Regions from separate parts of the Mus musculus genome. Here all the other regions are linked to region 2. The links are chromatin contacts, called in public ChIA-PET and Hi-C maps. All regions are on one chromosome and are shown on one strand. Each heading gives the region's core, a stretch centred on a gene start, on an enhancer-like site or on the middle of the called end of the contact. The rest is flanking DNA. Distances are from core to core; before and after follow the strand shown. Region 1 overlaps Stxbp3 (syntaxin binding protein 3). Region 2 holds the start of Fam102b (family with sequence similarity 102, member B). Region 3 overlaps Aknad1 (AKNA domain containing 1). Region 4 overlaps Slc25a24 (solute carrier family 25 (mitochondrial carrier, phosphate carrier), member 24).

Region 1 (2,947 bases), core at 78-2,577, 230 kb after region 2:
CCATTGATAATAGATTAGATTCCAAAGAGTGGCCGTATTGTTCCCGGTGCCCAGCAGTGTGGAATGGCTCTGGAGCTGTGAGGTAAGCCTGTAAGGGGAAGCCACTGTGGTGGTTCGCTGGGATGCTATAGACCAATGGTTAGAATGCTGCTCAGCGCTCTCCTTGAACAAGGGCCCTTCCTGTGTGAAACATAGAGTAACATAAAAGGTAGTTTTTCTTCTATTGTAACCTAGTTAAATAAGTTCAGGAAGGCATACTTTATAATGCAGAATACTTTTATAAAATTGCATCACCTCCCACACAGCTTCTTTACAGCATAGTTGCTTCCTTCTCCCTCTGGTTTCTTCTTGTTTTTCTTTTCCTCTTTTCTTTTCTTTTCTCTTCTTTTCTTCTTCCTCTTCTCTCTCTCTCTCTCTCTCTTTCTTTCTGGAGGCAGGATCTCACTGTGTAGACAGCCAATCCTCTGAGTAACCACACCCAACTTGATTTAACCCTTTTGATAATTGTGTTAATTATTTTCAACTTCAGAGAGACTATGTTCTCGTGCATGCCCCTGCACTCAGAGCCCAGCTTAACAAATTAAATATAATCCAAGCTTTCTGGGTTTCAAGCTCTGAGGTTACTCTCCCTCTTTATCAGATCTGTCGTAGTTTAATCATTCTCTGCATGTCCCTACCTTTTCTGCCTGCCCTGTGTAATGTATTGAATTGTTCCTGTGTGTGGATGCACACATGACAGAGCATGTACGGAGGTCAGAAGACAACTTACAGGGAACAGTTCTCTCCCTCCCCCGAGCGGGCCCTGAACATTGAACTCAGGCGTGCAGCCACTCATGACCTATGTGGGGCTTTTTCTTGAGATTTGGCTTCTATCACATGGACTGTGCTATGTTGACACACAGGTCTCTCCTGTTTACTCTTCCTGGGGTTTGCTGTGTTGCCTGCATCTTCATCAGATAAACAGGGTTTGGGGTATTGTATTTCTGAGGTGTTTTGTTGTTTCTGGAGTCACTGGGGTTCTGTCTCTCCTCTCCCCTCCCCTCCCCTCCCTCCTCCCCTCCCCTCCCCTCCCTCCTCTCCTCCCCTCCCCTCTCCTCCCCTCCCCTCTCCTCCCCTTTCTCTTACCTGTTTATTGTAGTTCCTTCAAATGGCACAGCCGCTCGAGCTCATCTCTGACTCCATGTTTCATTGTGTGGCAGATTGGTTCTTGTAGTTTCCATTTCTGCTTTTGTTTTGTGGTTTGTGGTGCTGAAGGCAAAACCTAGGCAAGCACTGACTGCTGCTTCCTCACCAACTTTCCTATCGTTTCTGCTGAACCACAATCTTACATTCAGATAGATATAGATACATAGATATGATGTAGGTATAATCTGCTTTAAAGTCTTTGCTCAATCCAACCTCTACTTTTACAAAACTAAGTTTCTACCACACTGTTTCTTTCTATATCTACAACCTTTGATTGAAAACAGACCCTTTTAGCAACTCTGAGTTGCTTTCTGTGGTGAGTTTTCATGCTTAAGTCTGTTTCGTTTTCGATTTTTGAGACAGTTTCTCTGTGTAACCCTGGCTGTCCTAGAACTCACTCTGTAGATCAGGCTAGCTTTGAACTCAGAGATCTGCCTGCCTCTGTCGGCCTAGTGCTGGATATATGTAGGTTGGGGGAAGTATGTACATGTGTGTGCAGGTGTCCACAGAACCCAGAGATGTCTGGGTCCCCTGGGGTTGGAGTCACGGGTGTGAACCAGATCCTCTGCAAGAGCAATACTGACGCTCTAAGCCATCTCTCTAGCCCATCGTGGTAGCAATTTGTGTAGACTTAAACTGTTGGCTTTCTCTCTTGCTGTGAATGGCCACTTCAGTCTTTTGAGTTTTTCAGTTTTTCAGTTTGGCTTAGTGGTTGTTTGTGCCTGTGTAGTTGCAGTCAGCCAATTGTCTGGGCAGACATTGTCAGACACTTGAGGCATGTCCCTTCCATCCTCCACTGATCACTGAGGATTTAGGGATACACTGATCTTCCAGAGGACCCAGGTTCATCCCAGCACCCACAACCATCCGTAACTCCTGTCCCACAGGATCCAGCACCCTTCTCTGGCCTCCACAGGCCCTGCATGCACATGGTGCACAGCCTTACATGTAGGCAAAACACCCATACACAAAATAAAAATGTTTTAAAATTTTAAATATTAAAATAAAATGTTCGCTTTATAAATAAAAATACTAAGCCTAGACTGTGTGGTTTTTACTATACTTTTTGGAAATAAGGTTTTATATATGTCTCCTAGATCTAGCCTTGATCTTTTTCCTACTGTCTCACCACAAATAAAACTATGTGATCTATTCAAATTGAAATCTGAAAGGGGGGGGGGGTGTGCAGCCTTTGCCTAAATTACTGTAGGGAAAGCACCACGGTTAGATTGCTTCGTTATTGCTTCCAAAGGTGAGTTTGAGATGCACGCCGCGTGGCTTTGGGAGTGCTGACAGCATGTTTGCTTTGTGTTTTACTTTCTAGTGCTCGCCAGAAACCCAGAACTAACTACTTAGAGCTGGACCGGAAAAATGGGTCAAGGCTGATTATTTTTGTAATTGGAGGAATTACGTACTCTGAGATGCGGTGTGCTTATGAAGTTTCCCAGGCACATAAATCCTGTGAGGTTATTATTGGTAAGATTTTCATCTTTTTTGTTTGTTAATGTTTAAGGCAAGATTATGCATGGGAAAATTTAAGACTATTATTACATGCAGAAAAAGAATTAATTATAAAACATTTGTAAAATTGCCTGAAGGTTTTTTTTTCCTGGTTGGTATTTTAATACTCTTATTTTTAAATATTCCAATTTTAGGAGCTTAAGCTTGCTCCTTTAAAACTGTGTCTTCTGATTTTATTTGCTTGGATCATTAAAAAGCTTTTATGACATATTAATACATTTTTACTTCAGAAGCATTTGGT
Region 2 (3,154 bases), core at 648-3,147:
CTTCTTATTCCAAGTTGTACTTCGTTTAAATTTAGGACTTTTTTCTGTCTTAGGTTTTGCCTTTTTTAAATTGTTATGTAGTGTTATTCTTGTGCGGGGTGTGAGAGGTGTGTGTATGTGTGTGTGTGTGTGTGTGTGTGTGTGTGTGTGGGTGTGTGTGTGTGTGTGAAAGCATGCATGCCATGGTGGTGTTCGGGCCTCAGAGGACAACTTTGTGAAGCTGGTTCTCTTTCCACTTTTCCATGGCTTCTCAGGATTGAAGTCACACTGTGGACGCTCCTGAGGTCCGGCTTGCACTGAGGCTCTTTACCCACCGACATTTCTCTGCAGTCCAGTTTTGTCTTTAAAAGGTCTAAAAAAATACATTTATTTATTTATTTATTTATATAATGCAAGTGTATTTGTAGGTGTGCATGCCTTACAGTGAACCTATGGATGGAGGTCAGAGGCCAATCTGCGGGATTAGCTAGTTGCTTCTTTCTGCCATGTGAATTCCAGGGATGAAACTCATGTCCTGCAAGTTCCTTTAACACTGATCCATCTTGGCCAGGCCAGGACTTTAAAATTATTACAAGCAGGTTTTGGGTTTTGGTCATGGAATCTATCTAGCCAGTAACTGGTGGTTTAGGCAATTAAAATATTTTATATGAATAAATAAATAAATGGGCTGGAGAGATGGCCCAGCAGCTCCAAAGGGACTTGGTTCACTTCTCAAATCCACAGGGCAGCTCACGACTGTCCCGTTTAAGAGTATCAGACACACTTTATGGTCTTTGCAATTACCAGACACACATGTAGTTCACAGGCCTGTAACACAGGCAAGAGACCCAGACACATCAATTGAATTTTTAAAAAACGTAAAGGAATGATCTACAAAGAGGATTCTTTTGAACTACACCTTTTCAAAAATTAAAAAGGCCAGATGCCAGGCTGGGGATGTAGCTCAGTTGTGAGGTAGCTTGCTAGCATGCATGAAAGTCCTGGGTTCGATTCCTAGAACTGCATAAACATGACATGGCGGCACATCCCTATCACCCTGACATGGGGATCACAAGTTCAACATCATCCTTGATTACATGGGGAGTTTGAAGCCAGCCTGAGCTAGAGACCTTGACTACAAACCAAACCAAACAACAGTACCTAAAAACACCACCACCCCTCAAAAACAGTACGCAATTAAATTGATAACATACGTTTTAACAGTAGATACTGTGTGGGGGGGGGGGGGACAATTGATATTCATCTAAAAAGAATTTTTTAAGTATGCCTTTAGAATCTGACTTCATGTGTTCACAGTATGTACAGATTTTAAAGGGGAAAGTATTTTAACTCCTCTGGTCCTTTTTCTTTCCTGGGTGACAGAAATTAAATAAACAAGCCATCAATGACGGGAAACACAAGGCACAGCCCCTTGCTTGGGCACTTGGTGTGGCCACAGCAAATTTTAATCTTTTCCTTTCTCCTAGCTGACTTTCATCTAATGTTTAAGAGCTAGTGGGGTTTAGAGACCCTACAGAAGATTTTTAGGTTTGGGATTCTATTTGTCTCTATTTATCTTCAAACCCAGAGGCCGTGAAATCACTGGAGGGGGAGGGGAAGAAAGGGGGGCGGTGCAAACCCAGAAAGGAAAGGCGCAGAGGAAGCTGCACAAGGAAGCTTTTTCGGCTGGGTTTGTCTTTTTTTAACCCCGGGGAGGCGTGCCGAGCTCGCTGCTGTCGCGTGTTAGCTTGCCCAGCTTCCCCGGCGGGGCGCGCGCCCGCCCGGAGCTCCTCCGCCCTCCGCGGACCGCCCGCTTCCGCGCTGGGTGCGCTTCCGGCTGCGGCCGCTGGGGGCGCCCCGGGCAGGGAGGCGGCAGCGACCGTTCTCCTAGCGGCGCCTCTCTCTCTGCTCGCGATCAGACGGGCGGCGGCGGCGGTACGGAAAGGGCGCCCACTCCCCGGGCGAGCTGCAAGGCGACCGCTCCTCGCGGGCGGCCGGGGTCCGCGCTGCAGCCGCCGGTGCTCTCAGGCCCGGGCTGCCGCGACAGGCGGCCCCGGCTCCCGCCGACTCGCGGCGCCCCCCGGCTGCGCCCCCACGCGCCGCTCGCGGCCCGGGCCATGGGGCTGGGCGGATCCGAGGCTCGGCCGAGCTGAGGCGGCGGCGCCCGTCCGCGCAGCCCGCTCGCCGGCGCCTGGCCCTCACGATGATGAAGAAGAAGAAGTTTAAGTTTAAGGTGGACTTCGAGCTCGAGGAGCTCTCCTCGGTGCCCTTCGTCAACGGGGTCCTCTTCTGCAAGATGCGGCTGCTGGACGGCGGCAGCTTCACCGCCGAGTCCTCCAGGTAAGGAGCCTCGGGAGCTGCTCTCCCGCGGCTGCCCGCAGGCAGGGGCTTCTTGCACGGCCAGCATCCCTTTCTATGCTTGGCCCCTTTGCTCTGTCGAGCTGCCAGCTCGGTGAGCTCATCGTCCTCCAGAGACGAGTCTGAAATCAGCCAGAGCATCGAACAAACGGCACCAAGTGCTTCGCAGTGGGCTGGGCTGGTTGTCCCGCGCGCCTATCTTCAGGTGGCCCCTGAGTCTGCTTTCCCCCCAGTTCTTCAGGAACGGTGGAGACACAGAAAGGATGCTTCTGGTTTGTCCAAAGACATTTCCCATATTTGCAAAATCCAAAGTAGACCGTAAACCTTAGAGAAGCGAAAATGACCCAAACTGTTACAGTCCAAGAGCTCCCACTCGGAACCGCCTGTGGTTGACGTAATTACTGAGACTTTACTGGGACTTAGGGTGGCCACGATAGAGCTTGGGATACGCCTGGTCGGGCTTGTCTTGAGTCAAGCGTTCCTGGCAGACGAGACTATGTAGTCTTTGGCTTGCCTTAGAGCTATGTCTCCAGTTAATGTGCTTATATTCTCAATTACCCATCTTCAAGTGGCCACTAGTGGGTCTCAGTGAAAGACTTAGAATCAAGAGAGCCCAGACCTTATCCTCCATGTCCTTTTAAAATGAGCACCTAGACACTGGGAAAGAATCTGACAGCAGGTGACAGAACGCAGCCATGTATGGCAGGATTCCTTGAGTAATTTAAGGGCAGGTTACACATTGATAGATTTGCTCTTAGATATTTTTCTCTACAGAAAAACAAGATACATGAAAGAAGTTTTGGAATGAACTTTTAAG
Region 3 (3,099 bases), core at 544-3,043, 260 kb after region 2:
TTAGGTTCTGGGGTACATTGTTATCAAGTGGGAGGGGACACCAGGTCTTTGAACCAGTTAATTTCTCTGAGTTGTATTTCCTTACCCGTAAAATAAATATAATTCCCATCTTACAAAGGTATTGTAATAATGAAAAGATACTATGTCGATGCTCCTTGCCTTAACATTGAGGGCTCTAGGGGATGGAGAGCTAATTCAGAAGTTAAGAGCATTCGTTGTTCTCACGGAAGGGCGTTGGTTCCCAGATCCAAATGGGCGCTCAACACAGTCTGTTACTCCAGTTCCAGGGGATCCGATGCCCTCTCCTGGCTTCCACTACTGTGAGATATGCATGTGCTGTGCATATACACACAGTCAAACATACACTTAAAAACTAGTAAGTCAGGCATGCTGGTGCATGCTTTTATTCTCAGCACTTGGGAGGCAGAGGTAGACAGATCTCTGTGAGTTAGAGGCCAACCTGGTCTACATAGTGAATTCCAGGATAGTCAGAGCTATGTAGACCAGCTCAAATAAATACATCTTTTTAAAAAATGTGTTTTTTATCTTTTTATATGGTTTTTATCTACTATATATAAGAACATAAGTCATTTTATGTACCATAAAAAAAATTCTCCCAGAGGCACACATGGCTGCTAAAGCCCATAATAATACCACTTGGGAGGCAAAGGCAGGAGGCTCAGGAGTCCAAGGCTGACCTCATCTGCACAGAAAGTTTGAGGCCAGCCTGGGCCACATGAGGCCTTGTCTCAAAATTAAAAAAAAAAAAAAAAAAAAAAAAAAAAAGAAGCCTTCCCCAGTATGAAATCACCATAGAATATTTAGTCCCAGCTACAGATAGACAGACTCGGAAAGGTATCTTAGTATGTAACGTGTAAAACAGATCAGGATCCAGATCTTCCTCAGGCTAAATGATCAGTTCTGAGGATTTTTAAAGTTTAAATTGAGACATTACAAATACTTTATTGTTTCATTTAAAAATAACAAGGGCTGGGGATGTGGGTCAGTAGCGGAGCACCCACTTAGCATGTGTGAAGCCCCGAAGTCAAACCTCTGCACCATCAGTGACAGCAGCAAGAAGTGGACAGTGCCACCTGCCTGTCATCCTAACTGCCTACAGCATAGGTAACATGGCAAGACATCCCCTTTGAAAAAGAAATATAAGTAATGAGTTCATCTTAACACAGTCTTATATTTTCAGAAAAAAAAGTTCCAAAAATGAAACCCAAAGCTAATGAGAAGTGTCGTTATTTTATGCTTTGGTAACTATCACACACACACACACATACACACACACACACACACACAAGTATACACTCAGGTGTTCATGGAGGGCCAGAACAGGGCTTTCGATTTCGGTTGAGCCTCCCAAACTTGAGTTCTGGGAACTGAACCCTGGTCCTCTGCAAGGCCAATAAGCATTCCTCACTGCTGAGACATCTTTCCAGTCCTCCAAAGCTCTTATTTGAAAGTATACCATCCCCAGAGAGGTCAATTCAGAACCAAGTGGGATCTAACAAGATGCTGAGTGCCCGCAAGGCTCTGGACACAGGGAGCATGCGCATAAGCATGCTGTGTCATCTCTGGCTTGCACCTCCAGCTCAGCTATGAGGAACCGATGCTGGCAAGTGCAGGAGCTGCCTAAGCAGGCAGGCCTCTGGGTCACCTCTCTATCACCCGCAGCGGTTTGGCCAGGGTACGCTCCTCAGCTTTAAACTGTCTACAGAGAGAGGTTCTCATGAGTCTCACGTACTCACGCCCTCTTTGCCTGCTCCCACCCACAGCTCCCTCTGCCTCTGTGCGATGCATGGGGATGAGTCAGCTGCGCCTTCCACAAGCCTGGTAACTTACCCGGTGCAGTTATGAGTCCGGCTCAGAGCGCAAGTTGCCGGGCATAACTAGAAGCATGTACTGGTACTTTACTCTGCTTAACCACTCCTTAAACAACCCATTACTAGTTCTTCATGTTTTGAGAAAGGGAAACAAACATCATCCTAGTCAAATGTCATGCTATCGCAATGGCAGATGGCAAGCCGGGACTCACAGTGAGGGATCACTAACAACTATGTACACCCAACCCCTCCAACTTACCGAGAGCCGAGTCTTGGGGCAGTGTTTTTTCATGGATGCTACTGGAAAACTTCCCACAGTTAGTTCTTCTGTGGCCCCTTTTCTCCATTTTCTGTTTCCTTAAAAAAGAAAAAAAATAATGTCTCAAAAATTTAGCACTAGTGTGGGAAAAATGAAGACTTAAATTTCCCTGGTATTCTCCAGGCTGGTGAGGTAGTTCAGTGGATAAGGTTGCTTGCCACCAAGCCTGATGGCTTAGGTTTGATCCTCAGAGCCTACATCATGTAGGTAGACAACTGACATCTACAAGTTGACCTCTACCCTCCACATATAGGGCTTGGTACATGCACACACACACAAAAATAACAAGAATTATAATTATAATTGTTATAATTCTGTACTACAAATTCTTTTTTTCTTCATAATACCATATCACAATTTTGTGTGTGTGTGTGTGTGTGTGTGTGTGTGTGTGTGTGTTGTGGATTTTTGGTTGGTTGGTTGCTTTTATTATTTTCAGGCAAGATCTCACACTAATCCAAGCTGGTCTGTAACAGCAATTCTCCTGCCTCCAACCTTCGGTACTGGGACTTCAGGTCAAGCCATCTCAGAACAATTCTTGTTTAGGGAAGAAGGCACACTATACATTAGCACTGGTACACATCGCTCTAAGTACATGCTAAACAGAGTCCAGCAAAGTGGATTTTGTGGCTGGGAGCCTGGAGTTCACTTAATAGCATATAGCCACCAGGGGGCATCAGAAAGACACAACTACTATCAGGAGACTTCTCTGGCCTGTGTAGTTTCAGCCTCCGCACAGATTCTAACTCCTCCAAAAGAATTTTAATTAATTACAGCTCTTAACAACTCTCTTGCTCAGCCCCGGGATACACTAACAGTCCCTGGAGGAGAGTGCATGTTCTTGTGTGAAAGGCATGGAGTCTAGGACATCCTGAGACAGATGGGACAGGTTTGCCCATGGCTGGTTGAAGAACTTGGCAGCATTGCTGAGCAAACATATTTCCCTCC
Region 4 (3,092 bases), core at 382-2,881, 140 kb before region 2:
TCCTGTCCGCTGAATGTGCCTTCTATAATTCATTCCTATTCTGCTTACAGATGAGGAGATAAACTGTGCAAAGTAGACTTTGAATATAGTGATTTTTCTACTAATGTCTCTGTTGGGAACTTTTACATCTACAAAGACATCTAAAATATATTAAACAATTTAAGTCCTGAGGCTTTCTGATCATTTTTGATTTTTTTAAAGTTTGGGTGAAAAAGAAAAATTGACATGAGCTTGAACCAATCAGAACAAAGGTTAGTGATTTATAATCCTACCACACAAAATGATTTCATCTCAAGCCAGTACATTTTCAGATTTAGGGTGCAGGGCAGAGATCTCTATCAGCAAAAATACAGTACAATTTTGTGGTTTCTTCACTTACTGGAACTACGATTCAGAGCATCGCTGAAGGTATAAAACTGAACCCAAAGGCTTGTAGTGATCACGGCTACACTCTTCCCTTTGGCGAGGCAAACAGCTTCCTTTGTGATAGACTTGATGCAACCCCAGAAGTCACTGGAGAGCACTGACAGTCTCGGTCACCACAGAAAAGCAAAGGCTTGGACTGGTCACTTCTGAGCTACTCCCAGGGTCTGCTTCATATTTTCATACACCACATAGCTGATGCCCACGGCCGGGAGCACTTTCATGAAGTTTGGGGTGATGCCTCTGTAAAGTCCTGACACTCCTTCTTTGGAGACGATTCGCTGAAAAAGGCCAACCATGCTCAGCTGCGGGGCTCCTTCTACCGTGGCTAGCAAACAGATAAGCAGACAAACAAAAATAGATAAACAAAAATGGGGAGAACCAGGCTAATCCAATATTTAAGCACGTCGAATTATTGTCACAACAGACCTTTGAGGATTCACAATGGGGTCTAAACGCAAAGAATCGATAAAAACCAGTTCCAAAAGCAACTCTCTTTGCCACCCGCCAGCGTGTTACAGTGACAGGCGCAGCAGCTCATTAGGAATGAGGCGTGTGCTAGATACTAGGTTAATGACTCCCCGTGCCAGTCCTCCAGGACAAATACATCCACAGGAACTGGAAACTTGGAAAGACAAGGAACGTCTCCTGAATCCTTAGTTAGCAAAACCAAGAACCCGTGGTTGGTGACACTGAAGCCCAACACTCTACCACCCCCAAGCACTGACGAGAATGGTTAAATTCTGGATAGTAAGGAAAGGGGAGATTTGGAGATGTTTAGGAAGAGTACAGAGCCCTGGGTGTTGTAATTATCTCAATGTGGGGGAGAGAAAAGAGTGAAGAACGGAGGAGAAGAAAAATGAAGGGGGCAGTGAGAGGAGGGGGCAGCCCTGAAACTGTTGGTACAACAAAAGACAAAGGCTGCAGCAGGCATGGGGGAGAGGACATGGCAATTGCTGGATGTGATTATTAACCACAGGCTATCACGAAGCTGGAGATGCCCACGTGTTGGGTTATTTGCCTATGTCCTATAAGTTGAAGCATTTTCCATGGGATAGAGAGGTCCCTAAGACTAAGTCAACAAACTGTACCAAGCTCAGATACCTTCTGAAACTAGATGATTCACAAGGCCACTCCCCGAGCCCTGGGGTTACATGAGCAGTTATAACTATTGTGGGCAGGAAGCTCCAGCCCAAGTCTCTTGCAGGTTATGCAGGGAGCTCCGATGATTCAGCTTCTGTGGCTGGTGGCTTGTGCAGATTGCAGGCTGAGGGGTAATGAGCTGCTGGTGATGCAGCTGTCTTTGAGCTATTCAAGCTCCTGTAAGGAGCTATCTATCACCCAAGCTCCAATAAGAACCCCACCAAACTCACCGAAGCACTACGCTAGACGTGGGTAGACCTGTTTCTTTGGTCTGTCCTTGCCATATCTGGGTGAACAGACAGATGTCTGGAAATGTCACACAGCAGCATAGTGGGGGTCAGAAAACAGAGGTGGAGCTAAAACTGAAGCATGATATGATGGATAAAGACTTCGAAACCCCCTCTGAGAACTATGGGATTTATTCTGAAAACTCTGAAGAGTTATTTTTAAAAAATGGTTTTAGAGACACAATATTTGGGCCTTGATGAAAAATTGGCAGATCTTGGCAGCCATGCTAGGCCAGGACTGGAGCTGATGGGAGGGGGAAGCTCACTGGGCATCTGCTTAAATCCCTGAGTGGGTCTGAACTCCAGCTTGACTCCAGCTCAAATTCATAACCTTGTGGACATTCCTTAACTGTTCTTGCCTGTTAGTCATTTGCCAAATATGGATGATAGTAGCATCAAGCTCCAAAAGTGGTCACCCTAGCTAACTGAGAGACTGCACACATTTAGTTTGCTAGTTTGCATTCCTCTCTGCAGCCATGATTGGCTCTCAGATCCTCAAATACACCACTGCGGGCCTGTGCCCAGCTAGCTCCTGCACTGCAGCCTGAGGCATCCACTGGGATTAGGCTAGAACTGGTGCCATGAGGAGTTTTAAAGGGCCATGTTCTGGTCGCACCCATGGCTTTTCCACTCCACAGTGACCGATTCACACCTGACTTGCTGCATTTTCTAACCCTAGCATCCATTCCATAGCATGTCTTGAAAAGAGTTTTTCTGAGTGAGTGACTGGTTGAAAGAGGGATGGCTGCATTGGGAAGAAGGGTGGGGTGGGGCCCAGGTGCCCAGCCAGTGTGCTTTCATAAGAGAAGTTATAGTAGATGAATATGACCAGGGGAAAAAGAAGAGCGGAAAAGAAAGACAAAGAGTTCATGTTTCCATGGGGCAGTCAGCCAGAAACAGCAGGAAGACAGCAGTCAGGAAGTGGCAGGAGGGTAGGGGTATCACAGCCTGGGAGCCAGCAGAGAGACTGTCACAGAGGGGAGGACTCCGTGCCAAGCCTGGGGTCTGAACAGCACTGACAAGCAGTCAGGCCACCACTCACTTCAAGAGTTTAGCAAATGCCAAATTCTTTTTTTTTTAATCTTGTTTTTTATTTTATGTATATGAATATTTTTTCTTATAGGTATGCATGTGTGTACCCCATGTGTACAGTGCTCTCAGAGTCCAGAAGGAGTCAGATTCCTTGGAACTGAAGATATAGATGATTGTGAGCGGCCATATAAGTGGTGGGAATTGAAC

The links. A called contact is a pair of places that touch in the nucleus more often than the background predicts. ChIA-PET counts read pairs in DNA pulled down with a chosen protein or histone mark.
Region 1: an RNA polymerase II ChIA-PET map of memory CD8 T cells shows a contact between it and region 2, with 31 read pairs. The contact joins the enhancer-like site here to the promoter of Fam102b in region 2. A contact is called at or near these places in 2 of 484 Hi-C or Micro-C datasets (nephron progenitors and uterus), 2 of 115 datasets of contacts at active chromatin or transcription factors (effector CD8 T cells and memory CD8 T cells) and 1 of 9 other capture datasets (liver).
Region 3: a contact with region 2 is called in a Hi-C map of the N1E-115 cell line, with 4 times the contacts expected there. The contact joins the enhancer-like site here to the promoter of Fam102b in region 2. A contact is called at or near these places in 1 of 15 datasets of contacts at CTCF or cohesin (the NIH/3T3 cell line), 4 of 484 Hi-C or Micro-C datasets (the N1E-115 cell line, cortical neurons, spermatogonial stem cells and 1 more) and 1 of 115 datasets of contacts at active chromatin or transcription factors (pancreatic cancer cells).
Region 4: a Hi-C map of adipose-derived mesenchymal stem cells shows a contact between it and region 2, with 1.9 times the contacts expected there. The contact joins the enhancer-like site here to the promoter of Fam102b in region 2. A contact is called at or near these places in 1 of 39 promoter capture datasets (hippocampal neurons), 8 of 484 Hi-C or Micro-C datasets (the HL-1 cell line, the MC3T3-E1 cell line, the MNK3 cell line and 4 more) and 1 of 115 datasets of contacts at active chromatin or transcription factors (pancreatic cancer cells).

What each region holds. Positions count from the first base shown.
Region 1 is chr3:108,794,516-108,797,462 of GRCm38.p6, reverse strand. Stxbp3 (syntaxin binding protein 3) reads left to right here. Exons shown (of 19, transcript NM_011504.1): 17 at 1-82; 18 at 2,510-2,661. Among named protein-coding and RNA genes, the nearest start is that of Stxbp3, 45 kb to the left of the region's middle. Within about 2 kb of position 1,327, at least 80 of the 459 cell types and tissues checked have an H3K27ac peak or open chromatin away from gene starts, as enhancers often do. A contact at or near this core is called in effector CD8 T cells and memory CD8 T cells, where this site is marked.
Region 2 is chr3:109,026,350-109,029,503 of GRCm38.p6, reverse strand. Fam102b (family with sequence similarity 102, member B) reads left to right here and starts at 1,897. Exons shown (of 11, transcript NM_001163567.1): 1 at 1,897-2,319. The coding sequence starts at 2,183.
Region 3 is chr3:108,771,000-108,774,098 of GRCm38.p6, reverse strand. It overlaps Aknad1 (AKNA domain containing 1), which reads right to left. Exons shown (of 12, transcript NM_177859.3): 7 at 2,092-2,189. Among named protein-coding and RNA genes, the nearest start is that of Aknad1, 33 kb to the right of the region's middle. Within about 2 kb of position 1,793, at least 105 of the 459 cell types and tissues checked have an H3K27ac peak or open chromatin away from gene starts, as enhancers often do. A contact at or near this core is called in the N1E-115 cell line, the NIH/3T3 cell line, pancreatic cancer cells and 1 more, where this site is marked.
Region 4 is chr3:109,163,985-109,167,076 of GRCm38.p6, reverse strand. Slc25a24 (solute carrier family 25 (mitochondrial carrier, phosphate carrier), member 24) reads right to left here. Exons shown (of 10, transcript NM_172685.3): 10 at 1-751. The coding sequence ends at 567. Among named protein-coding and RNA genes, the nearest start is that of Slc25a24, 42 kb to the right of the region's middle. Within about 2 kb of position 1,631, at least 97 of the 459 cell types and tissues checked have an H3K27ac peak or open chromatin away from gene starts, as enhancers often do. A contact at or near this core is called in the HL-1 cell line, the MNK3 cell line, adipose-derived mesenchymal stem cells and 4 more, where this site is marked.